5 separate regions of the Mus musculus genome follow, and regions 2, 3, 4 and 5 are each linked to region 1. A link is a contact called in public Hi-C and promoter capture Hi-C data. All regions are on one chromosome and are shown on one strand. The core of a region is the stretch at or near the end of the contact, and the rest is flanking DNA. Distances in the headings are between cores, read along the strand shown.

The links. Promoter capture Hi-C pulls out the DNA fragments that hold promoters and counts their contacts. A called contact is a pair of places that touch in the nucleus more often than the background predicts. Capture Hi-C pulls out chosen DNA fragments and counts their contacts.
Region 2: a contact with region 1 is called in a promoter capture Hi-C map of liver. The contact joins the promoter of Ankrd37 here to the promoter of Acsl1 in region 1. A contact is called at or near these places in 5 of 39 promoter capture datasets (hematopoietic stem and progenitor cells, liver, pre-B cells and 1 more), 4 of 484 Hi-C or Micro-C datasets (CD4 T cells, Th1 cells, myocytes and 1 more), 2 of 115 datasets of contacts at active chromatin or transcription factors (effector CD8 T cells and pancreatic cancer cells) and 2 of 9 other capture datasets (adipose tissue and liver).
Region 3: a promoter capture Hi-C map of liver shows a contact between it and region 1, with 5 times the contacts expected there. The contact joins the enhancer-like site here to the promoter of Acsl1 in region 1. A contact is called at or near these places in 7 of 39 promoter capture datasets (the 3T3-L1 cell line, the C10 cell line, hippocampal neurons and 3 more), 2 of 484 Hi-C or Micro-C datasets (CD4 T cells and Th1 cells), 3 of 115 datasets of contacts at active chromatin or transcription factors (memory CD8 T cells, pancreatic cancer cells and regulatory T cell precursor) and 1 of 9 other capture datasets (liver).
Region 4: a promoter capture Hi-C map of hematopoietic stem and progenitor cells shows a contact between it and region 1, with 4 times the contacts expected there. The contact joins the promoter of Cfap97 here to the promoter of Acsl1 in region 1. A contact is called at or near these places in 22 of 39 promoter capture datasets (the 3T3-L1 cell line, 3T3-L1-derived adipocytes, the C10 cell line and 14 more), 24 of 484 Hi-C or Micro-C datasets (CD4 T cells, CD8 T cells, LSK cells and 17 more), 6 of 115 datasets of contacts at active chromatin or transcription factors (cardiomyocytes, effector CD8 T cells, embryonic stem cells and 3 more) and 2 of 9 other capture datasets (adipose tissue and liver).
Region 5: a contact with region 1 is called in a Hi-C map of muscle stem cells, with 2.8 times the contacts expected there. The contact joins the enhancer-like site here to the promoter of Acsl1 in region 1. A contact is called at or near these places in 4 of 39 promoter capture datasets (the C10 cell line, embryonic stem cells, pre-B cells and 1 more), 19 of 484 Hi-C or Micro-C datasets (CD8 T cells, LSK cells, the MNK3 cell line and 13 more), 2 of 115 datasets of contacts at active chromatin or transcription factors (cardiomyocytes and microglia) and 1 of 9 other capture datasets (adipose tissue).

The regions. Positions count from the first base shown.
Region 1 is chr8:46,468,395-46,473,392 of GRCm38.p6, reverse strand. It overlaps Acsl1 (acyl-CoA synthetase long-chain family member 1), which reads right to left and starts at 2,356. Exons shown (of 21, transcript NM_007981.4): 1 at 2,163-2,356. Gm31050 (a long non-coding RNA gene) reads left to right here and starts at 2,343. Exons shown (of 2, transcript XR_378936.3): 1 at 2,343-2,788; 2 at 2,894-3,402.
Region 2 is chr8:45,998,136-46,002,551 of GRCm38.p6, reverse strand. It overlaps Ankrd37 (ankyrin repeat domain 37), which reads left to right and starts at 2,702. Exons shown (of 5, transcript NM_001039562.1): 1 at 2,702-2,935; 2 at 3,149-3,301; 3 at 4,064-4,155. The coding sequence starts at 2,909.
Region 3 is chr8:46,948,711-46,953,589 of GRCm38.p6, reverse strand. It overlaps a transcript of Enpp6 not described here. Among named protein-coding and RNA genes, the nearest start is that of Enpp6, 36 kb to the left of the region's middle. Within about 2 kb of position 1,464, at least 10 of the 459 cell types and tissues checked have an H3K27ac peak or open chromatin away from gene starts, as enhancers often do. A contact at or near this core is called in Th1 cells and liver, where this site is marked.
Region 4 is chr8:46,162,229-46,166,901 of GRCm38.p6, reverse strand. Cfap97 (cilia and flagella associated protein 97) reads right to left here and starts at 3,251. Exons shown (of 5, transcript NM_025747.4): 1 at 3,153-3,251.
Region 5 is chr8:46,143,404-46,148,242 of GRCm38.p6, reverse strand. All of the region lies in intron 1 of Snx25 (sorting nexin 25), which reads left to right. Among named protein-coding and RNA genes, the nearest start is that of Snx25, 6.6 kb to the left of the region's middle. Within about 2 kb of position 1,897, at least 34 of the 459 cell types and tissues checked have an H3K27ac peak or open chromatin away from gene starts, as enhancers often do. A contact at or near this core is called in muscle stem cells, rod photoreceptor and stem cell-derived neural progenitor cells, where this site is marked.

The DNA of each region.
Region 1 (4,998 bases), core at 1,107-3,606:
TCAGAGTACCAGGATGCGGAAACCTAAACTCAAGCACAGAGCAGCTTTGGAACGCCTCTGTGCACTGAGAACGGCCCTCCAGGCACCAGTGCCAAAGGTACATCAAGACCCTCAAGTGCGTGTCTAACCACTAAATTGGACTGAAGACCTTCACTAAGGGACTCGGGCACCTTAAGCTATCTGGGCAGAACAGTCAGGCTTAAAGAGGGTTCAAGAGACTCACAGCTGGGGGCTGCCTTAAAGCCCATTCTTTCCATTTTGCAGCAGGAATGCTGTGCACACTGCATCGTGTAAACAAGCCTGCCCGTAAAACATTTCTAACAGTGTGACTCAAGTTGAATTTAGTTGTAAGAAACAGTGCATGGCAAGCTTACCCATCAAATGAAACTGAGCTTACAAACTAAATGACTCTAAAAAGAATGAGGATAAACGTCTAGAAGTTAGGGTAGGCATCCCACAGTCTAAGAACAACAGCAAGGCCAGCAAGGCCGTAGGGAGAAAGACACAATCTCTACAGGTAAATGACTCAACCACCAGATCTTACTCCAAACATGGAATTCCACAGTTCTAGATAGCCATATCCAAACTAAAGATGTGCTAAAGACATTAATTCACAACACTGTGACATGTTGGCTTGCATTTGGTGACTTCACATTTAACTCAGGAACTGAGTAGCTGAAAAGTACCTGTATGGTATAAATAGATAACCTGTCCCCACTGTGCCAGATGCCACGCATGTTAAATGTCAAAATTTCCAAGGCCTCATGATTTCAGTCAGGCTGTAATAATAATAAAACACTGATAAAATATAAATAACAGAGACAGGAAGGAAACATGTGAAAATGCTTAGAATCACGAATGGGGAGGGGTTTTTTGTTTTTGTTTTAAGTTTTGTCTGTTTACTGTAAATTTAGAAGAGGTAAGTGAATAAGGTGTGTTGCTTTTTTTCTTTTTTTTTTTTTTACCTTCTCCAGTCATATAATTTTAGCTCAAGATCTCAATGCAGACCTTTTACAAAGAACCAGCCTCCCACCACAAAGGGATTTCCTTCAGCTGAACTACAAGAAAAAACATCTCCCAGGATCCGGCCCTGTCTGTTTTCTGTTGTCACACCTCACCACATTGCTCCAAACCGATGGTTCCTTTCCGTTGCTCCCATTCTTAACCTTGCCCATTGCAGACCTTCAGTTCTTAACTTTGGTGAACTAGAAGGGTTTGGATGATTTCTGAGTTACGCTAATAATTTTCATTGGGCTAACCACAGATTACGTTTTGAAACGTGTATCCCAGAAACATAATCAAATGTCAAGTCCTTAAAGGGAAGACTAGAGATGGATACTCACAGTTCCAAGAGGAAGCATTTTCATAACGGCCATTCTTAACTAGGTTCCATAACCATGAGCTTGAGCGGTGTGGCAAGATGGTCTGTAAGCTCGGGCATAGTGCAGTGATTAGATGGAGCTGCCTTCTCTAGATTCTAATCCATGTGATCTTTTAAGTCCTGTATCAGCACTCGGGGTCTACGTTTCAAGGTGATAAATATCATTTTTGCTCCCTAATTTAAAAAAAAATTAAAAGCCAGATTGCCTTAAATCAATGACTCCATCACCACTGTGTGTAGTGGCTCTGGGAGCTCCTCTTGGAGACACCGCGAGAATTTCTACTTATGACATCGGGCTCTGAGCGCTGCTTCTGACCCTCCTCGAACGCTCGGCGCAGGGGCACGTCACAGAGCGGCACCGGGACAGTCCGTGTCCACGCGCGGTGAGTGCGCGCCTCACAATCCCCGCCTCTGGGGGTACGAGGGATGCGGTGGCGGAGACGCCAGGGTCCCCAGCAAGCAGGACCACCTCTCGGCACCTGAGCCGGGGAGGGAAGGTCCCAGCCGCCACACCAGCCAGGGACCGTGCAGAGAGGAACCTCTTGACTCCGCGGTGCACCAGCCCCGCGCGCGCACGGCCCGCGGGGGAACCCGGGCTCCGGCACCGGAAGCGGCGGCCGCCGGAGCGGCCCCAGAGCCTCCCGAAGCCGAGGGAAACGAGGCCGTGGAGCCCAGGCCGGAAAAGCGGAACGTCCCGCAGAGCCGCGGGGAGGTTCTCCCGTCTCGGCCCGGCTAGGGTCGCCTTGGCCGACTCGCGGCCCTTCGCGGCTGGCGCACTCACCTCCTCCGCTGCCCGGGCTGCTCCACAGGCGGCTGTCACTGCAATCCACGAACTGCCCCGCGCCGGGTTGCGATGCTATTTAAGGAGTCGCGGCCGCAGCTGCTCTCTTGGCTGCGCCACCGGCGTTGCAGCAGCAGCAGCAGGGCCGGGCGGCTGGTAGTGCGCGTGCCGTGCCACGCCGCCCCGCCCCGTCCGCAGGCTCCTCCCCGCCCCATCTCTTAGCGCGCCCACTCCCCCTCGCCAGCTCCTCCCCTCCTGTCGCACAGGTCGAGGCTGTCCCGCCCCATCACACCCACCGCTCCTCTCAGGTCCCGCCCCATCGGCGCCATTCCCGCCTCCCAAGCCCCGCCCTATCTGGGCTGATCCAAGCCCCTCAGACCCGCGGTGCCTCTCAGGCCACGCCCACCAGCTCCAGTCCTTCCCCTCCGGCCGCGCCTCCTCGGTCTTTTGCCCCGCCCCTTAAGGCCCAGTCCTCCTTCAGGTCCCGCCCAGTCCTGCTGACTCCGCCTCTCCCTCCAAAGCCGCAAGGTGGGCGTGGCCTCCCTCAGGTCCATGAGCATGGCTGTCAGCAAGCAAAAGCCACTAAGGTCACCCAAACTGCCCTCTAGTTTCACAACGAATCTGAGGTAGGGCAAAGGGTAAATCTGGAAGTCTCCTGAACCCTGATAATGTGATGCTATGGAATGTTGCAGGTGCCCTTTAGCTCTTCCATCCTTAACATTCTTCCACAGCTGACACCTTGGCATAGCCTCTCTGCTTGCTTCTCTGCTTGGAGGGACCACGGTAGCTGAAGAAGTCCCATCTTTCTTTAGCACAGATATACACGAACCCCTTTAATCCAGTTTCACCACGGTCCCCACACCAAGTTTCGCCACAGTCCTTGGCTAGGAATACAGGACTTCCGCAATATCCTGGCCATGAGGCATCTCTGGACAACCCAGGCCCCTGTGTGGTTCAAGTGAAAAGCAGACTTAGTCGTTGCTCAAGGACGGTGTCCACCTGCCAAGTTTTAAAGGCTTGTCTGCCCTGCTCAGCCTTGGCTCTGTAGACTTGACAAATCCCTTGGGAAAACCTTTTAAGGGCTACCAACGGCCAATGCAAGGCCAGTAGGATGGCTCACTGGGTTAAAGCCCATGCCTGTCACAAAGCCTGAAGTGCAATTCTCAATCCTCAGGACTGTGAGTTACCATGTGCGCATGTAACCCTTCTTCAAACGTCATTTTAAAAAATCTTAAAGATACCCCAAAGCTTTAAGATAATCTTTTAAAAGGTTAAATACTAGAGCCATCACTGTTGCTCAGTGTCCAGAACTGGTCAGTGTGGTTAAGGTAAGATGTAGATCATGCTAACATTTTGAATGGGAAAAAAAAAAGGTCAATATAATTGTTGCCAGGTTCACCTCATGCTATTGCATGAAGACAGTCATCCAGGTACAGGAGGGTTTGCTCCCAGCATTAGATGGAAGTCTTTCTAATATTGCCTTAAATTTGAGGGACAATTATTGCCAGAACACCTCTAATAACATATCATTTACTAGGTGACACTGTTAATCAACTATAATGTCCATAACCCTATGAGGTGGTACCACCTTTGGTCCTCTTCTGTAGAACAGGAAACTGAAGGGCAGAGTCAGGTATAAGAAAGGGCATGGCCGCCGGGCAGTGGTGGCGCACGCCTTTAATCCCAGCACTTGGAGGCAGAGGCAGGCAGATTTCTGAGTTTGAGGCCAACCTGGTCTACAGAGTGAGTTCCAGGACAGCCAGGGCTACACAGAGAAGCCCTGTCTCGGGGGAAAGAAAAGGGGGTGGGGGGGACCATTCTTAGAATTCAAGATCATCTGCTTCTAAACCATGGCCTTTATAACCACAGAGGCCTCCCCTACCCTCTTGGGAGATGATTCATTCCCTCTAGTCACAAGTATACTCAAGCTGACTCATCAAGGAATAAGGACTTTTCCTGGGTGTCTCTGGCCTTCCTCCTGTGGAGTCTGAGGCTCCTTGTCCAATGTTGGTGAGGCAATCCTCACACAAACAGCTGCCATATCAGCGCTGCTTAATCTAGGGGGGTCACAACCCCTTTGGGGAGGCGGGGGAGGGATTGAATGACCCTTTCTCAGGGGCCGCCTAAGACCATTGGAAAAACAGATATTTACAATTCATAGCAGTAGCAAAATTGTAGTTATGACACAGCAATGAAAATTTTATGGTTGGGGACCACCACAATATGAGGAGCTATATTAAAGCATGGCAGCATTAGGAAGGTTGAAAAACACTATAGCAACCGAGTCTTCTAGGTCCTTGAGATTACTATCTTCCAGGTCTATAAGACTTTATTGTCTATAAGGAGAAAGAGACTCCATTCATTTTCAGTTGACTACATCTTGGCTTCTTTGAGTCTCTCTTCACCTGCAATATTACTCATTTTTCTCCTCTCCTTTTTATTTTTTTGTTAACATAAATTCATTTATTGCAGGTTAGGTAAATCTTGAACAGTAATGCTCCTACTGGTCTTTGAGTTAGTCCCTTCAGTCTTCAGATGGCAGACCTGACTGAGACAGAAGATATATTGTAAAACCCAGGCCCCCTGCCAGCCACTGTTTACATGGACAAACCACGATGCCAGGTGCCAATGGCTTATCTTTTCACCTTGGTCTTGCCACAGAAGGAGCAAGTGTGTTTGGCATGCTTCCTCATTTTCAGGAGGAAGGCGCTATGGTGGGTCCCATATATCTCTGTGCATTTAGCCATGTCACTGGAAGCTAAGCCCATGCCTTATCTAATCTTCAGCCCAGGGCTACCTTAGGCATTTTCTAGGTTCTGTAGTACAATCCTTTTCT
Region 2 (4,416 bases), core at 1,453-3,952, 470 kb after region 1:
GATCCATCTGCTGAATCACAGGAAACTTAATTAGGGGCCATACCATCAAAATTAAAAAAAAAAAAAAAGATTCCCTCTTCGGTATTTATAAACTGCTAATAGCTTGTCAACAAGGGGTGGGGCCTGAAGAGAACTCCCCCTCCCCAAGTTTATATTGGAATATTGCTTGGTTTGATCTAGTGCAGCTAAGTCCAGCAGATGTGAGCCCATGCGGTGATACCCAGACTCTGCTCAGAAGTCAGCATCGCACAGAACTCCTTGCCATCCTCCTGCTGATCCTATTTTCTAACACTTCTTTGCCACCATCCCCAGAGCCTCAGCGGAGGTGGTGGTAAGGAGTAGATGAAGAAGTCTTGTTATGGGTGAGTGAGCACTCTGTAAACTCCAAGACGACTTGGGTTATTACAGGAAAACCGCAATTAAAGAAGTCTCCGAAACAACGTAAGCTATTGCCATTGCCAAAGTACATGGTAAAACCCTCTTGCTGAAGACACCATACCCCATGGCTTTAGGGCAGAGAGACACCAATCTCAAAGCGACTGGGAAATTGCCTCCTGCTATCTAGTTTTCACAGAGCCAGAAGGTGCAGTGCAGTCTGTTGAGTGGGGAAAGACATGAGAGCTTTTACCTAGTGCTGGACTCCACATATGACAATACAAACCTGGCCAAGCAACAAGTGCCCACTACTGCAACAGGGGCACAACTGTCATGGGGTAACTGCTTTCTGATTGGACTTTAAGCTGGCTCCTCAGGAGAGAATATCATATTTGGTACTGTAATCCTGGTCGAGAGCCCATGGATGGGGAAGTCATAGATAGGTCTTAAGGTAGAAGTCACCATTGTTATTTTTCTAGATGGCTAGGTTTTCAAATAGCTGTGTGTGTGTGTGTGTGTGTGTGTGTGTGTGTGTGTGTGTGTGTCAGGATCAGACTGCAAGTCTCGGGGATTCTCCTATGTTCACCCCCTCCAGCTTTGGAATGACAGGTGCAGGTAGCTGTCCTTGTTTTGTTATTCATGTGGGAGCTGAAGACTGAACTCAGGTTAGTATGCAAATTACATTACAATCTTAGAAATGGTCAAATTATACACATCTGAGAGAACTGTATTAAAATCAGATTATCAGGTTTGATTTGCACCTGTTGTACACACCTATATAACTAGAGTTAAATACAATTTTTTTTTTTTCAGGCACTGAGGAGCCATGAGTGAAAAAAGTTTTAAGAAGCCCTGTTCTAGGGAACAGCCTAAGATTGTGGACCACCACAATGAGCAGTGTGCCTTATTAAAGAATTATATTGGTTAGTGAAAATTAATGGGTGAGAATTTTGTGACTTGTTGGGAAAACTGTGACTATGATAAACTTGCTGTTCTTTAAAACCATACTGGTTCAGATATCTTCTGTTACAACTATTGAAAAAGAATCCTCATTAAAACGGGAAGCCAAATATTTAAATAAAACTTCCTTAGGAGCTAAGATTTACAGGAAGAAGCACAACATAGACTATTTTAAGCGACACGGTCTTCTGTGTCAAGTAAACTCTACATGTTATTTGATGTCTAACCAGCTGTTAATAGTTTCTTACCTCTATGTTTCACCTGCTACCATTAACTTTAACTACAGTCAGAAGTCAACAGGGTTCATGAAAAGGAATTCAAACTTTGCAGTTATTACATTGTCATGAATTTTACCAGTAATGCCATGTTTGTTTTAAAATCTCACCCTAAATTATTGTTTCTTTTGGTCTGCTTCTCAGACTTTACTGACTTCAAGGCTTTGAGTAGTAGTATCCTGGGAAGAGTCCTTTTGTTCCTCAGGCTTATCTGATGCTCTAATTTGGGTTCTGGGTTTTGATGAAGCCCTTCTCATGTCCTAGCGCAGGGGTTCATGCTGTCAGCAGATCACATCACTAACATTAAATCACTTGGCTGCTTTCTTCACGGTAATCTTTTGTTCTTTCCTTTCCGTATTCTTATTATTCCTAATAACCGGAGTGAGGGCCATCCCCTTGGCAAACTCCTTGTATTTACTAGCTATTGCCGGAACCAGGACGGGTTTCGGACCCTCAGGGGACGTGTGACAATGGGTGGCTTATTTCACAGGAATTGCCACCTTGCTCACAAAGGCAACACTGACTGATAGGTAATTCACTGGGTTTGGGAGAGCATCTCCTATGGTAAACCCTCCGTCACAGTCTCATCGACATGCCCTCTAACGCCCCACCGCTGCATCCCCTTCCAAAGCATCCTGCGGCGCGCGCGGCGGCGGAGGACGTGGGGCAGGAGGAAGCACCTTCGGACCAAGCTGGAGGTGGAGGACGCGGGGCCTGCGGGGGTGGATGGGTGTGGGCTACTTCTGCTTCCCTCTTTTCCGGGCTACGTGCGTGCTCTCAGTCACAAAGCCATGCACCGGCGATTGCGGCTTCTCCAGAGGGCTAAAAGGGCTTGACTCCACCCAGCAGTACGTGCCTAGCTCGGCTCGCATCATGGCCGCCGCCAAAGCGCAAAGGCCAGGCCTTCCACCCTCTTCGCCCACCACCTTCACTGCGCACGCGTGCTGCGGCCGCCTGGGCTTCGCTCCCAACAGGGCGGACCCAGGGGGAGGTCGGCCTGGCCAATCAGCTGGCAGGCCGCGCAGCAGGCTCCGCCCCCTCCTCTTTTGCTTGGGGTTCCAGGCTGCACATGTCAGTGTTTGGGTACGTGAGGCCGCAGCGGGGCTGGGGACATCGCGCTGGGCAGAACCAGGCCGTGGGAACGCTCCCAGGCTGGGGAGCGGCGGGGAGGAGCCGCGGCCCTGCAGGTTCCCGAGAGCTTTAAATTCTCCCGAACTGGGGCAGTCCCTTGCATTCTTACCGGCCAGTGTTGCCTCTCTGAACTCCCGGGGACACTTGTCATCTGCTTTAGGTGGGCGATGCTGTTGCTTAGTTGCAACTTGGAGGTGAGACTCTCGCCCCTTTAAGTCCTGCAGGCTAGATCTCCCAGAGGTCTGTGTGTCTTAGGAGCTCTAACAAACGTGACAGTGACAAACTGCTGGGTTACCAAGTCAAACCTTGTCAGATCTTGTTTTCTTTTTTTTTCCGTGGAGGGGTGGATTTTCAGCTCAGAGGGCTCGAGCGGGACAGGACAGTGACAAGCTGTTCTTTTCCTGCAGGAGGATGACCTTAAGAGTTTGCTGGAGACAGGAGCATCAGTGAACGCACCTCCGGATCCCCAGGAGCAGTCGCCTGCTCACCTAGCTGCAGGTGGCGGCCTTGCGTGCTTTCTTCTCTGGCAGCTGCAAACAGGTGCTGACCTCAACCAACAGGTAACTAGGTAACCGATTGTTGCTATGTACAACCCTCTCCTCCACCCAGTGTCTGCACGGACATTTCCTAGATGTCCGTTTCAGTTGGTATAAACAGGCATATAGGAATTTCCAGGAGAAAAATACATACTGCAAGATGGTAACTTGGAACTTTTTAGTATCCACATTAATAAAACAAAAACAAGCCATGGGATTTCTTTTAATAATCTAATCCCAAATACTCTTTCAGTATGTAATTATATCAGCAATGATTTATGTGTATTTTATTTTGCTCTTGTACCACGGTTCCCAATTCAGTGTGTATTTTACTTTTATGGCATAGCTCAGTGAAGTCGAACCACATTTCAAATATATATATATAGCATGTATTTACTGTACTTTTAAAAGTACTTGCTATTGTCCAAGTTCCAGTCAACCAGGAAATAGTATGTGGGAAACATGCCCACCATCAATTCTTCCAGTAGTCTTCATCTTCATTAGAGTGTGACGAAGTTTTTAATTGTAAACCTTTGGCTTCTATAGAACTCTATAGTGTGCTGGCATTCCCTTAATTTTTTAATGTGTGCAAATATGATGGCATGTTTTTATTAATGGAAACTTTGTATTAGCACAGCAAGAGAACTTCATGAAAAATACAATTAGTGGAATAATCCAGTTGTTACAAGGTAGTTTTCACTGGCTCCCTCAAATAGCTGGTATTACTTTGCCCACTGGCTTCTACAGAATGTTAGGGAGACCCTAATGTGCAGTCTTGTCTTACAGGATGTCTTGGGAGAAACTCCACTCCACAAGGCAGCAAAGGTTGGAAGCCTGGACTGCCTGAGCCTCCTTGTGGCCAGTGATGTCCAGATTGGGTGAGTCTGAAATCAGTGGTCTGAGGCTTTGTGGTTTCTTGGATTAAATTAACCATACTCCTAATTATATATGATCTTAAAAATAATACTCGCCTAACTGGTAATATAATGTTATCCTTCCAGGAATTGAATATTATCAAATAGAGTAAGTGGAAACAGATGTTCGGCATCCAGAGGTGCAAGTCTTCATGGCATTCTACTACAGTTTTGGCTCAGGAAGACTTTTCCTATAGAAGTTCTCACTGGCTATCTACTGAACCA
Region 3 (4,879 bases), core at 215-2,714, 480 kb before region 1:
CTGTGAAATATCAAAAGGCTTATTGCAGTGATTCTCTTCCCATCTTAGGTTTGTATCGAGCTACTGTCTACAGCTTGCACTGCCACGGTCAGCCAAACCTCTCAAGTTTGTTCATATTACTAACTCAAAGGTAAATTCAGTGGAAATTCAAGGGATGCAGAAGTGGGGAGTGGGGGGTGTAGGGGAGTGTTTAAAGTGTTTTAAACAAAACCAGTGGAGTTAAAAAATGAGTATTTATCTCAGCAACAGAGAGTTTAAATATGTATTTAAAAGCCATTTAACATATGTTCAACATTTAGATGTTAAATATGTACATGCATGGAATATTCTAATATGTAAATAGAACAGAAAATAGATTTATTTATACAAAATTGTATGCTGTATATATTTAAATGTTTGTCTGTTTTCTTCTTTTCTTCTTCTGTCTTCATTGTATCTTTTTAAATTTTTAAAAAAAGATTTATTTATTTATTATATGTAAGTACACTGTAGCTATATTCAGACACTCCAGAAGAGGGCGTCAGATCTTGTTAGGATGGTTGTGAGCCACCATGTGGTTGCTGGGATTTGAACTCAGGACCTTTGGAAGAGGAGCATCAACACCGCCCCATCCCTGCCAAGGTGGGCTCTATTCCCATAACCATCAGCTGGAATCAGTCCTTCACCGTTAACTAGAGCGCAACCCGCCCCCTCCACGCCCCAGGAAGTGCAGCACTGGATAACAAGGAAGAGTGATGAGAAGATGTCAGAGAACACAGAACCATCTAGAACAACTGAGTTAAAACAACATCCATAAAAATTAGAACAACTTTCTGAAATGGAAAATATCTGCCCCCATAATGCCCAAGGCAAATTAATTATAGTTCAAATGAAAGCTGTTTCTTTCAGAAGTGTTTTATTTTCCAAAGTCAATACTGCAACGCTTTTAAAGTTAGAGAGAAATGCAAAATCCGTGGGCTTCAGCCTTTTGACCCACATCAATAACTGCCAGGAGACGCTGGAAGTATATTTAGAACTTTGAACATAACGTGGTGTATGGCATGAAATGTTTACGGGAAGCCAATATTATTGCTTGCATGAGAAAGCAAGGAGACATTATCAGGATTCCTAGAGCTAAGAAAATACTGTCCATACTTCCTTACCCACAAAAGCAGGACACAATTCTTACTAAACAAGACCAGAACAGTTTATGATCACAAGAAGTCATTAGCAATAATTTTAAGTGGACCATAAAAATAAAGACCAAGAATGTGATTTAAATAGTAAATGTACTATGCATAATAAAAAAGCACACACTGATGAAAATCGTATCTCAAATCCTTTATCCAAATAATTTTTTTATTGAAAGTGGATTTTTTTCCCTTCGTACATTTCGATTATGATCCTGAAATTTCACAAGATCCAGAAGTGAAAGTAGATTTTGACAGTAACTAAAACACTCCGGCTTGTTGTCTGAGGTCAGACGGGCCGGTCGGTCACTGGGGGTGAGAATTCTCATGGCAGCAGCTCAGCTACAGGAGTGGAAAGGAACTTCAAAACCATCTTTTCAGAGCTATGTTTCATAAGACACCTGCACATGGCTCTCAAAGTATTTCTTTACATCTTTCTTCCCTTACGCTGGAAGGGCGTAGCACAGCTGGAACTCACAGCCAAAACAGAAATCAGAAATGGAAGCGCTCCACCACACACATTGGCCTTAGCTGACCCACAGGACAGTGCCACCTACATCTTACAATGAAATTGCGTAGTTCAGTAGGTATTTACAAAGATATTTTTTCTGTCTTGTCATCAGAAAGCTTAACAGAAAGGGGCTTTCTGTAATGTAGAAATGTTTTCATAGTTTTAAGGGCTTATGACCACTGTGTCACGAGTATTTATTATAGCAAACAACTTCGTCTCACATTCACTTGTCGCTTTCATAGAACGTGGCTTGTCGTTCAAAACCTACACATAATGTGCAATACCCACTTAGGTCAGGGTGAACCCTATCTTCCTTTATGAGACCAAATAGATAATATGTAACATTCTGTGTTTGATATTGCCCCGAGGAATTCAAACCAGGACAGGGGATATGCAAATGGGCATTCCAATCCAACTTTATGTTTAAAGTTTTCAACTCTTTTTACCCCTTTGTGTCTTTGTGAGTGTGGTTCCTGGGATGTCCCCCATAAGTCGCAGTTTGAATACTTGGTCTCCAGTTAGTTATTCGGGGAGAATTAGGAGACATGGTTTTGTTACTGGGGCCTGGCCTAGAGATTTCAAAGACTCCTGCCATTGCCACCACAGGCTTTATTTATTTATTTATGAATATGCACATAGGCCTTCAGCTAGGCTTGTGACAAGCTCGTGACACAACCTGTTTATGCTATTCAATGTCTGCCATGGTTACCTCTCCTCGTTCCTTATGTCCAACTCCCTCCAAGTCCAGATGAGGAATTTTTTTTGCTCCTGACTCCTTCTGAGAGTTCCCCTCTCTTTGCCAGATATCCCACCTTCTAATCCTTCTTCGTCTCATTGGTCATCAGATATTTATTGACAGGCGATGCTTTTACTCAGTGCAGAAGAGATTCTCATTCCTACATACATGCTGGCAAAACACCAAATGCACATAAAACAAATTTAAAATAAAATGTATAAGGGAGCACAAAAAAGATCTTGGATACCCATAGCAGCCTTGGGCAAAAGATGCTGGAGGAATCACTGGATCCAGTTTCAAGGTATATTACAAAGCCATAGTAGGAAAAAAAAATACTTGGCATGCAGATAAATAGAACAGAATGGAGTACAAGTACAAGCCCATATGACTATAGCCACCTCACTCATGACTAAGGAGATAAAAATATACGCTGGAGAAGAAGACAACAAATACCGCTTGAAAACTGGATGTCAGTGGGCCAAAGAACAAAACTGGATCCCCTTCTTGTCGCCTGTATAAAAGTTAACTCCAAATGGAGCGGGAGCCGCATACAGAACTTCAAATCGATTAAAGAAAGCTGTGTAGACTGCGAGAACGTCTTTCCTAGCTAAACCCTTGACAGAAGACTAAAACAAAACAGACAGCAAACTCAGAGAACCCAAAGAGAGCTGGCAAAGCTAGCTCAGCAGGTAAGGGTGTCTGGCGACAAACCCAGCTGCTCGTGTGGGATCCTGTGGGATCACATTGGAGAGAGAGAACCGACTCTCAGTCTTACAAATCATCTTCTGATTTTCACATGGGTAACACAGAGCAAGCACCATTCGTTAATACTAAATATACAATAAAAGAATAAATAATTGTAAAAAAAAAAAAAGCCAACTAAGCTAAGAGGTCAAAGCAAACAATAAATGGCCAAAGGAAGATCAGTCTCAGAAGATGTAAATAGCCAATCAGCATATGAAAAATATTCAGGCTCCTGCTAGCTGGTTCTACATCAACTTGACACAAGCCATAGCTGTCTAAGAGGAGGGGACCTCAGCTGTAAGAATGGGCTGTAGGCAAACCTGCAGAGCATTTTCCTAATGAGTGATTGATGGGGGTGGCCCCAGCTCATCACATGTGGAGCCATCCCTGGGCTGGTGGTCCTGAGTTCTAAAAGAAAGCAGGCTGAGCAAGGCAGTTAGGAGTACTCCTCCAGGGCCTTTGCCTCAGCTCCTGCCTCCAACCAACAAACGCTGGTGAGGATGTGGACAAAAGGGAGTATGTATACACTGCTGGTGAGGCTGTGAACTAGTCCAGCCTCTAAGGAAACGAGCATGGAGTCTCCTCAACAAACAGGCAAACGATCTACCATACGATCCAGCTATCGCGCTTCTATTTACCAGAATGATGCCAAGTCAACACATTCCAGAGACACTGGCTCCTTCATGCTTGCTGCAGCACTTACAGAACCAGCTTAGGTGTCCACCAAAAGAACAGCATTTAGAAGGGAAGAGTTTGCTTAGACATAAGGACAATGAGATTGTCTTGATTCTGTGGAAATTGAACAACTGAGAATAATTATATTGAGGGAACTAAGCTAGTCTCAGAAAGACAAATATGTTTGTCTCTTACCATAAAGTCACGTGTGTGTGCATATATATATGACATGAATTTAGAGATGAAACTATCAACAAAGAAGGGTAAGTCGAGGTGAGAAGGTCGAAGGCAGGGGAAGATGGGGGATTTGGTTCAGCGCTTGGGGTATACTTCCATGGAAATGTACTGATGTAGCACGGTACCATGTGTAGTCAATATGCACTGTGAACATTGTCTTAAAATCCCGCCAGCCTCACCATAGTTTATGACCCTAAGTGGCAAGCGGGAAATTTTTATACCGTTTCCTTAATCCAGCCAATTGCCCGCCCTGACCTTACTCCTTTGTTCTGCAAGCAGCCCTACAGCTTTTCCATCCTAACTCCTAGCCCAATCACATGGTCTGTTGTTTCACCATGCATTCAGAAGCAGGCGCTGGGACATGGCTCAGTAGCAAGCTTGGCCATGGTTCGTGTGCAAGCATGAGAAGCCGAGCTCAAACCTCTAGCACCCACATAAAAGCCAAGCTGGGCATCAGATGTCTAACTGTCAAATGAAAACCAAATACTGAAAATTTGCAGATTTTTTTTCCTCAGTTGTCAATGTGCACTAATGGATTTTAGTTAACCCACCCAGGCGACACCTAGGACTGCCACTTATGAATGGCACAATAATAATAATAATAATAATAATAATAATAATAACAATGGTACAAACAATAATTAATATAAATAGGCTTTCCTCTTCCCGGCTGGCTGTCAGGCAGGGACCAGTAACCATGGTAACATCCTGAAGCCTTGTGGGAGATTCCTCCAAGCTCTGACCTCTGTACCTCCAGCCCTCCATCTTCTCTTCCACTGCTTTTTGTCTCCTTGACCATCCCATTTC
Region 4 (4,673 bases), core at 2,002-4,501, 310 kb after region 1:
CTATGACAACTACAATGTACAATATAAGTGAAAATATGCTTCATGTATGAAGAAGGATGAACTGAACCAGGCGTACCCAGGCATAAAGCTTGGCTTCACACATTCTGGTCTGTGATCCAGGGACATGTACAAGAATGCGTATATTAAGCTCTGTAACAGCAACGAGTTACAAACATCCTCTCCTAATGTCTAAGAAGAAATGGATAAGTAAAATAGTATCAAGATCTGATAAAAAGGATACATTGAGATCTATAAAGAAATAGTGTTGAATTAAAAATCAGGACTAAATGAGCAACAATAAATAACAGGAAACTATGTGGTAGTCTTCAGTAGGCACACACATAAAGACAAAGCCATAGACGATAGGTAGGAAGAGCATACATTAAACATCTATGAGTCTAAATGCAGGAAGAAAAGGAGGGGACAAAACTGAGGAAAGGCCAGTTAGGGCAGGATCCCCAGAATATTAGATAGCATTCTAGCCACTCACGTTAAAAAAAAAGTCAAAATACTCACTGAACAAATGGCAGGGACCTTTATAACCCAATTAGCTCCCCCTCCTTAAATGGTTTTTGTTTTGTTTTGTTTTGTTTTTGTAAGATAACTTATTGCTTATTGAAAACAATAAAGGCCTGAAATTACAGTTGGCTGTTTCCCTCCTCTATCATTTCTGGCTAATAACTTTGCAATTATAATGGTTTTTATGTTTCCTTAAATTTCAAAAGAACAGTTTGAAAGCACAACCTCAAGTATTATAATAAACCACATGTCATAGCTCAATGTAAGATAAATTCAGTAGGCCATGCTAATCTTTAAAGCACAGCAGTATAAAAATTGAAAAGTGCATGCCACATTTGAAGTAATGTTTCATGAAATTTATTTCTATCTTTATATATATTCCATATAGTAGTACTTGATATAAAACTTGTTTCTTACTGGGGGGGGTCTCATCAATGAGTTTGAAATGTCACTGATCTATGGAAATTCCAAATTGTTACTAAATGGTAATATAAGAGAAATGGATGGAAATTTAAATTGAGTAGTCCTGGAGTTTCAAGTGTTAAGGGCAATATTATCTCATCTAGGATAAGTACTTCCCAAATGGATAGACCCAGCACTAAATCAACCTAAAAATACATTGTACGAGCTCTAACGTAAATCTCTTGAAATTGAAGAATTTCATACTAGACAAAAAAAAAAATCACTAAATGATGAGATAGTTTGCAGAATCGTAGCCATAACCGAAAAGTCAGTTTAGGACCACTGAGATCACTGGGTCAGTAATGGTGCTTGCTACCAAGCCTGCCAGCCTGAGTTTGGTTCCTGGGACTTACAGGATGGAACAGGAGAACTAAGCCCTGGTCCTCCCAACCTCCACAAGTACTAATGAGTGTGTCCCCCAATAAGTTTATTAAAGAAAAAAGCAGTCATCATCGTAACAGAAGTTATTAATGGTTTGCTCAGAAACAGTAGTACATCTTGACTAACAGACATGTGACATCTTACTGAAGTGTATGCTTAGGTTTATTCAGAAGTAGGTTGGGTGAGATAGAAAAGCTTAAATAGTTCCAGTGCTCCAGTTGGGGGGAGGAGAGGGCGCTGGCGTGTGTTTGTAAACATGGTGCTGAGGTGGTGGATCCTTAAGGACTTGCTGGCCAGCCAGTCTTCTACTTGGTGAGTTCTAGGCCAAACAAGGCCATTTCTCAAAAGAGACGGTGAATGGCACCGGATGAAGGACACAGGAAATTGTACTGTGGTCTTCCACACTGATGCTGTCTCGTCTAATTAGTTTCTAGGGGTCCAAGAGCAGAACGGGAAGAGATTTGTCTAAAACTTTGCCTACGGGAGTCTCCTCACGAGACTGGCTAGCGTTGGACCCCTTATAGCGTGTGCTTATAAATCAACTACTAGTGAAGCCAAATTAAGAGGATCACCTGAGCTCTGGAGAAAGATGGAGAGAGGAGAGGATGGGGCGAGGAGGAGGTGGAGGTATAGCCACTCTTACCAGACTGGGCGCTCCAGAGGTCTTTCTTGTTCACCTTTATACATCCAGTGTCTAGAAAAAGACCTACAACAGTTGGGTTTATCCCACAAAGAGGTCTGGAGATTTAAGGCTCAGCCCAGGTTCTTACTCTGCCTCCTATGTAAACAGAATAAAACCATCATGTTTCCAGCGTATTTTGATAATGTCCCTCTCTCCGCTGGAGAGGTGGCCCACTGCCTAGTGTATGTCAAATTTCTGGTGTTTATAGTCAGAATTTCTATTGGGCAAGAGTGGCTGTACACACACAAACTTAAGTTCCAGGAAAACTTAGCGGACGATCTCCCTCATTAACGATTCTTTTGCCAAAATTTACATCAAGGTTGCTTCTAATTCAACTTACATTCGGGAATAGGCAAGAAAAATTGTAGCTTTATAGGATCGTTAAGATTATCTTACAACACACGGGAGAAGGATAAAAATCAAAGGATGGTTCATGAGACTCTAACAACCCTCTGGTGGATCGAGCCAGGTTGCTGTCAAAGCTACCTGGAAGTTACTTGGAGAGTGATGTTTTAGCTTATGCAGAACTAGCAGTAGAAATAACAGCGCTTTCCCAATACACCAGAAAGAATACTCGAATAACCTGTCATTAAAAACGGCATTTTGTACATTTGAGATAAGTCCTTATCTGTCGATATGGACACAATAGGGCACCAAATTAAGCATACAAAAATCTTGGCTCAAACTGAACACCTGGTTTTCAGGAGTCTGGGGCTTCTTCCAGGACCCCAGTCGGTTGCCTCTTCACACTCAGTGCCTCAGAGCTGTGGGTTCGGGTTCAAGCGCCCGGAGAGGGGCAGCCGTGGGCTCGGACCCCGACTCCACGCCTCCTCTCGCGTCCTGCGGGCCGGGCTATCGTTTTTTTTTTTTTTTTTTTTTTTTTAATAGCGGTTACCACGTCGCTCGCCCTGCGGGCTAGCGAGGCCGAGGTGGCGGCGCCTAGGGCTGAGGACAGCCTGTGTCCCCCCCACCGTGGAGGCTCGGCGGTACCCACCCCGGGTGCTCGCCTCCGTCGGGCACTGAACCGGGGAAACGGACCCCGAACGCAGGGGAGGGCCGTCTCGCCCGCTGGAGACCGACCGGATGCGGAAGCCCGAGCGCCGCTCACCTGCGAACTGTGGCCGCCACGGACTCTTGCGCCCCGCGGAGCGTTCGGGTTCTCGCTCGCTCTGCGCACGCGCAGCCACACCTCCACCGTTCTCCCTCCCCCGCGGTAGAAGCTAACGGAGACCGGCGCACGCCTGAGCGCGGGCGGAAGCTCCGGGGGTTGGACTCAGCGGAAGGGGAAAGGCGGGGCGAGCGCGGAGCCGAGTCTCTGCCGGCGAGGGTGAGGGCTGCGCTCCTGTCGTCCGTAGTTCCGGGAGACCCGGTCAAAGTGATCAGGCCGGCGCTGCAGGGGCGACAGCTTCTCGGCAGGACCTCGCGAGGTCTCGGAGGCTCATGGAAAGGAGGCCACCAAGGCCTCCCTGTTGTCCAGGGCATCACCTGCTCGCCTACCCACGACGCTGCGGTAGGTCTAGACGTCCGGGATGGTTTCCTAAAAAGACGCTGTAATCTTGTAATTCTGTAACAAGATGACAATAATAAAAATGGAGGACGACTGTGTGTTTTGTTCGATTTTATTTCAGCAAAACGCTGTTTACACGAACCAGTCCTGGTGGCGGATGCCATTGGTCTCAGCACTTGGGAGTAGAGGGAGAGGAATCCCTGTGTTCTACATAGTGACTTCCAGGCCAGCCAGGGCTATATCGTGAGGCCCGTGTCAAAGGAGGAAAAAATTTCAAATTCAAGCATAGTTAATATGCACCGGGGCAGGTAACCCATAAAGGATGGCCCTTCTGATGGTGAAGGTCCACTTTAAGCAATATAAAAAATGATCTCTATAGACGGTTGAGTGCCTTAATTTCTTGTTGACACATCTAAGGGTCAGGAATGGCAGTACACTCCTGATCTCTATCCTCTAATCACCAGAGTACACGAATATGTTACTTTATCTGGCACAAGAATTTAGCTGATGCAATTAAATTTACATTATCCAGGAGCTCATTGTGTAATCAGCCACTATAAATCCCTATAAAAGGGAGAGGCAAAAGCTTCCAAGCCAGTTAGTTGTAGGAGCTGGGACACAAAATAGTTGAGTGATGTGTGGAAGAGTCAATGAGCCAAAGAATGCATGCATCTCTGGAAGACTGAAAAGAGGGGAGAAGTGGCTTCTACCCCGAAAGAACTCAAATATGCCTGGATTTTAGATTTCTGACCTCCACAGCTCCCTAATCCAAATCAATGAGTTGTTTTATACATCTAACTTTGTAGTAATTTGTTACAGCCATAATAAGTTCTCAGCACTTAAATAAAGGTACTAAGGAAGCAAGCACAAACTTAACATTATATCCTAGGGACTACGAGTGTATTGTTTGTCAGAGCCATGACAGAATAGCTAACACAGTGAGGAAAGATGTGTTGACTCACATTTTGAGAGGGTTCAGTCCTTCATGGCACTACAGAGCAGCAGTTTGTGGAATTATAAGACTGGAGAATCTGGCCTACAGGAAGAGGCCAGGGCAAGGTATAATGCTAGAGATACCTCTAGTGACCTTCTTCCACCTAGGCGCCACCTCCTCCCTATCAC
Region 5 (4,839 bases), core at 648-3,147, 320 kb after region 1:
TGTGGTACATGCATGCATATTTGTGTGCATGTATGTGTGTGAGTACACTGGCCCACATTGAGGCCAGAGGTCAACAGTGATGCCGTTTTCTTTCTCCACATTACTATTACTATTATTGTCATCATCTTTGTCGTCGTCGTTGTCATCATCATCATCATCATCATCATCATCATCATCATCGAGACAGGGTCTCAATGATGCTGCAGCTTCCCATTGGAGCTAACCTGGCTGGCCAGTGAGTTATCTAGGGATAACTGCCTGTCTCTATCCTCTGAAAGCTCCGTCTTTTACAGAGTGTATGCACCCAACAAAGATGGTGGGAATGTAAACTCAGGCCCTCAGGCTTGTACAGAGTTCTCATGCACAGCCTGGGCCTCTTCCTGCCGCAGCTTCTGAGGACGGACGGGGATTGGAGGTGTGGATTATGACACCGGCTTGAGGAGGCTTGTCATGCTTCTGGAGGCGTCCTTGTGTTCTCAGTTGTTAACACCACGTGGTTAGGATCTATAAGTGACATGTTTTGTTATTATCCCCTGTACCTAACAGGAGTTGAAGGCTGCTCAAGTGTTTGCTGATGGTAATTAGGAAAGTTAGGTTTCTTTATGGTCACTTAAGTGTGTGCTTTTCCTTAACAATTAATCTCATACCTAGTGGGTAGCTTAGATATGTTCAGATTTTGGATTTTTTTTTTTTATCAGTAGGAACAACTACTGATTAAAAGTAGCTTTCATCCCAGAGAGAAATTCTATCTCAACAGTCCAGTGGTATTTTTACGACATACAGAAGCCTTTCAGATCAAGGTTGATCCCAGTGTCTGGAGAATAGCTGTCTGGGTCCTATAGGGACAGTTCTTAGCACAGTTCTTTGCTGAGAGGGCTGTCCTAGTGTCATGTTCCTAGTCTAAAGTGTAGCTTGGAATTCTGCTAGACCACTTAGCCTGTTTGGATTTGAGCATTCACTAGGTACAGGCGCTGGACCCTAGCACTCGACGCAAGGCAGGCAATGGCAGGAGAAATGAGAATGGGAATGGAGTCATTTGATATCGAAAGGCTTATTGCTCCAGGCAGTTGAGACTGTATCCTCTTGTGGAAGAGAGGGGCACAGCTGACATTCTGGGAAATAGATCTCATTGAATTCCTTTCTACCTTCTCTGTCTCACACTCTGGAGTTTTCTCTTTTTGGTAGATACAATTTACTAGCTACTTAAAAAAAAAGGCTTATTGTAAGTTGGAAATTTTATAATAGTGTATGTTTATAGGGGACACACTGTGGGCTATTATGCTAATATGATAAACAAATTAACCTCCATCGACTGAAATACTTAATGTTTTTCTATTTGATTTATACCATGTTAAAGTGAGTAAGTAATTAATGGGAGTTGGAGGGCCAGCACAGCAGGATCCACGGGAGTTGCGTGTAGTAGCATACGGGGAACAGAAGACCATAGCTGTTTAAGGAAAGTGGGAGACTGTGAAGTTAATCAGACAGAAAAGTTTAGAAAGTCTGTCAAATCAAATCAACAAGCATTTCTACTTTCTGATCTTGTTAGTTTTTTGTTTGTTTGCTTTTTTTTTCTTTTTTGGGGTTTTTTGTTTTGTTTTGGTGGTTGTTTTGTTTTTGCCTGCCCAGTTGCTGAGTGCCAGCGCCAAGTATGCTCTCGGGGGATGGAGTTTGATGAGAACAAGGGGCAGTAAGTACAAACGACAGGTTTAGGTCTGAAAGTTTCCAGCTTCCTAGCGAAGAGTTGGGAGCCTTGCAACAGTAGCATTGAGAGCTTGAATTACTCTCTCTAAAGTGCGTGGCACTGTGACATTGGGGAGGATCCAGAGATAAACAAGAGTAGCCCCTGTGCAGTCCTCTCAGGCTGAGTGACATTGACTGGAGAGAAAGGCAGATGTCTAGAGACAGTAAGAACATTCACACAGCCATCCCCTGCTCTAGTTGGCTTGGATCAGGCTGCTAGGATTCCTAAATGGGTTCTTTGACTAATACAAATGTTCTTTGAGTGAAACAAACTTAATTTAGTTACTTGGGAGGAAGAGGAAAGAAACAGGAATTAGAGAGACTATACATAGCCTCTTTGTGGCTTTCCTTTATTATTCTAATGTGATAAACAATCCTAGATAATTTGACAACAGATAATGACATAATATATTTAACCTCTCTTTTAAGAATATTTGTTCACTTTTCAACTAAGGGAGTTTTGAGTCATGGTGACCAGTAGGAAAAAAATGTCTTTTTAAAAAATGTCTATTAAATCATTGGATTGATAATTGGTTCACAGCATACCAATTAAAAACGTTTAAATCAGAATCCTGCCTAAATGTTTGTGGTATCAGGGATGCTGCATTTTAAATTCATGCTGTACATAATTTCAGGTATAATTTTTTATAGGTCATGCAGTCACATGATTCATAAAAAGGAATGGAAGGATAAACAGTGGACATAGGGAACATAGGGAAGCTGGTTTTTTGTTTGTTTGTTTTTTATAAAGGCAGGCACCAGTGTAGTTGCTATCCATTCTAGATATATTTTAACTATAAACTAATAAAAATACTCATTCAAGAAGCTTTTGATAACTCTCATTTCATAGTCTATACACAGTGATTGCACATGCAGAAAAATTATATTTTCTGGTCTCTTGTTAGGAAGGAAGACTTCTTTAAGGCTGTGAAATACATAATAAAGTTACATATGAATAATGATAACTTCAAAGTAGAGTGATATAAACAAGGAACATAAAAAGAAATGCCAATCAAAACTGGCAAACATATCTTAGGAAATGAGGAAGCTGTATTTGAATTCAGCAGTGCAGTCCAAAGGGAGCAATATACATTTTCATCACTTGTTAAAAAGATGCTGAAAACTGCTTCAGAGACAGAGCATTGGACCTTTTGAGATTTGAGTTGTTGGTGAATATATCAGATGAGTCAGTCACAGGAGCCAAGATTGGAAAGATAATCTTGGCCTCGTAGATGTCCTTAAAAGAGAGTAGAACTGAAGTTTAGTCTGTAGGCCCAGTAGCTTTCGACATTTTTTGAGTGTAAGAGTGATAACATCAGAGGTAGGCTATAGAAATGCCTAATAGAATGTGACTAGGCCAGAGTGATCGATAACATTGTGAAGAGGGTTAATGAGTGGCTGAGGCCTCAAGTCCCAGTGCTCCAGAGGCCTAAGCAGATGATCTGGAAGCCGAAGCCAGCCTTGGTCACACAGTGACCAGCCTGAGCTATAGAATGAGTTCTGGTCCAGGAAAGAGAAAATAGTCAAGGTTTTATTTGGCTTTATTTGCACTAGTTACATGGCAGGTGGAACTGAGAAGATTTTTCAAGCGTTCTGTTGTGCCGGTCCCTTTAACCCATACTCAGTACCAAACAACCCCCAGAGTCTCTCTGCCCTGGTTAGTTTTGTCGTCAGTGTGACACACCTGGACAAAAGGAATTCAATTGAAGATTTGCCTTAGCCAGACTTGCCTGTGGGCATGTCTGGGGCATTTTCTTGATGGCTAATTGATATAGGAGGGTCCAGTCTGTGGGCAGTGTCCTCCCTGGGCTGTTGGGCCAGGGCTGTGTGAGAAAGGCACTTGACCCCAACATTTGAAATGCAAATAAATAAAATATCCAATAAGAAGGAAAGAAAGGAAAGAGTAAGGAAAGCAGGCAGGCAGGCAGGCAGGCAGTTGACTATGAGTCTGAAAAGAGCCAGTAAACAGCATCCTTTCATGGTCTCTACTTCAGGTCCTGCCTCAGCTTCCCTACAGCCTATGAACCCAGTAAGCCCTTTCCTTCCCTCTAGTTGGTTTTGGTTAGTGTTCTATCACAGAAACAAAAGGCAAACAGAACACCTACTGTTTACACTTCAGTGTGAAGGTTGAAGTCTTGAGATGTGGTTGTCCTACGTTGAACCTTCTTAATTCCGGTCATTCCTGTGTTTATTTCCAACTCTAGAATCTTAAGCAGCTTTTTGTCTGAGTAGTACACAGTGATGTCACCTTGGCAATTGTTGTTGCTAGCTTAAAAATGCTGTAGGGTTCATTTCTAACCCATATCACACTGGGGTAGGCAGTGTCCTAGATTTTCTTCAAAAAAAAAAAAAAAAAAAAAAAAAAAAACCCTGTATGTTTTCAATTGTACTGAAAAGGTGACTCAGCAAGTTTCCTGCAGAGGGTACAGGCTTCAGAAAATGAATAGTCTGCTGAAGGCTCTGAGCATTCAAACGACTGTATAGAAACCTGTTTGTTTGTTTGTTTTTAAACAGCAATTGGACTTTTAAAAGAAAAAAATTTGCAAACTCAACTAGCTTAGTGTTGATTGGTCAGATGCAGAGGGCAAGGGTTAATATTCTCTAGAGGCCTATATACCCTGAGTGCCATGTATAGGTCTGAGTTACACCCTGTTTGAGCCATGGGTGCATTCCTATTGTTTATCCAAACACGGTAGAGCTTTCCAGAAAACTTCCTGCATATGAGTCTATTTGGTGGACTTCTGGGACTGCATGCTGCTTTGGAGATGGTACGCAGGCTTTTGAGGTGTGCTGGAGCTTACCCCAGGGCTGGCCTGCACTTATCAGCATCTTGAGGTAGTGGCCTCTTGTACATTTATTGGCCTGGGGATTCCCACGCCTGAATAGCAGGAAGCTAGATGTCAATCAAAATGCACGTAAATGTAAGGAGAAATGCCTCCGAGGACTAGGAGGAAACTGAGTGGTCAGAATAAGATGTGGCTTGTTTGTGTTAGAAAGTCTTCTATCTTAGTGTTTAATACACCTTTTGGAAAATTAATTTGCAACCTTTATTTCTTCCATAGCTAGGTTAGCTGCAGTCCTCACTGTTCTCTGTAG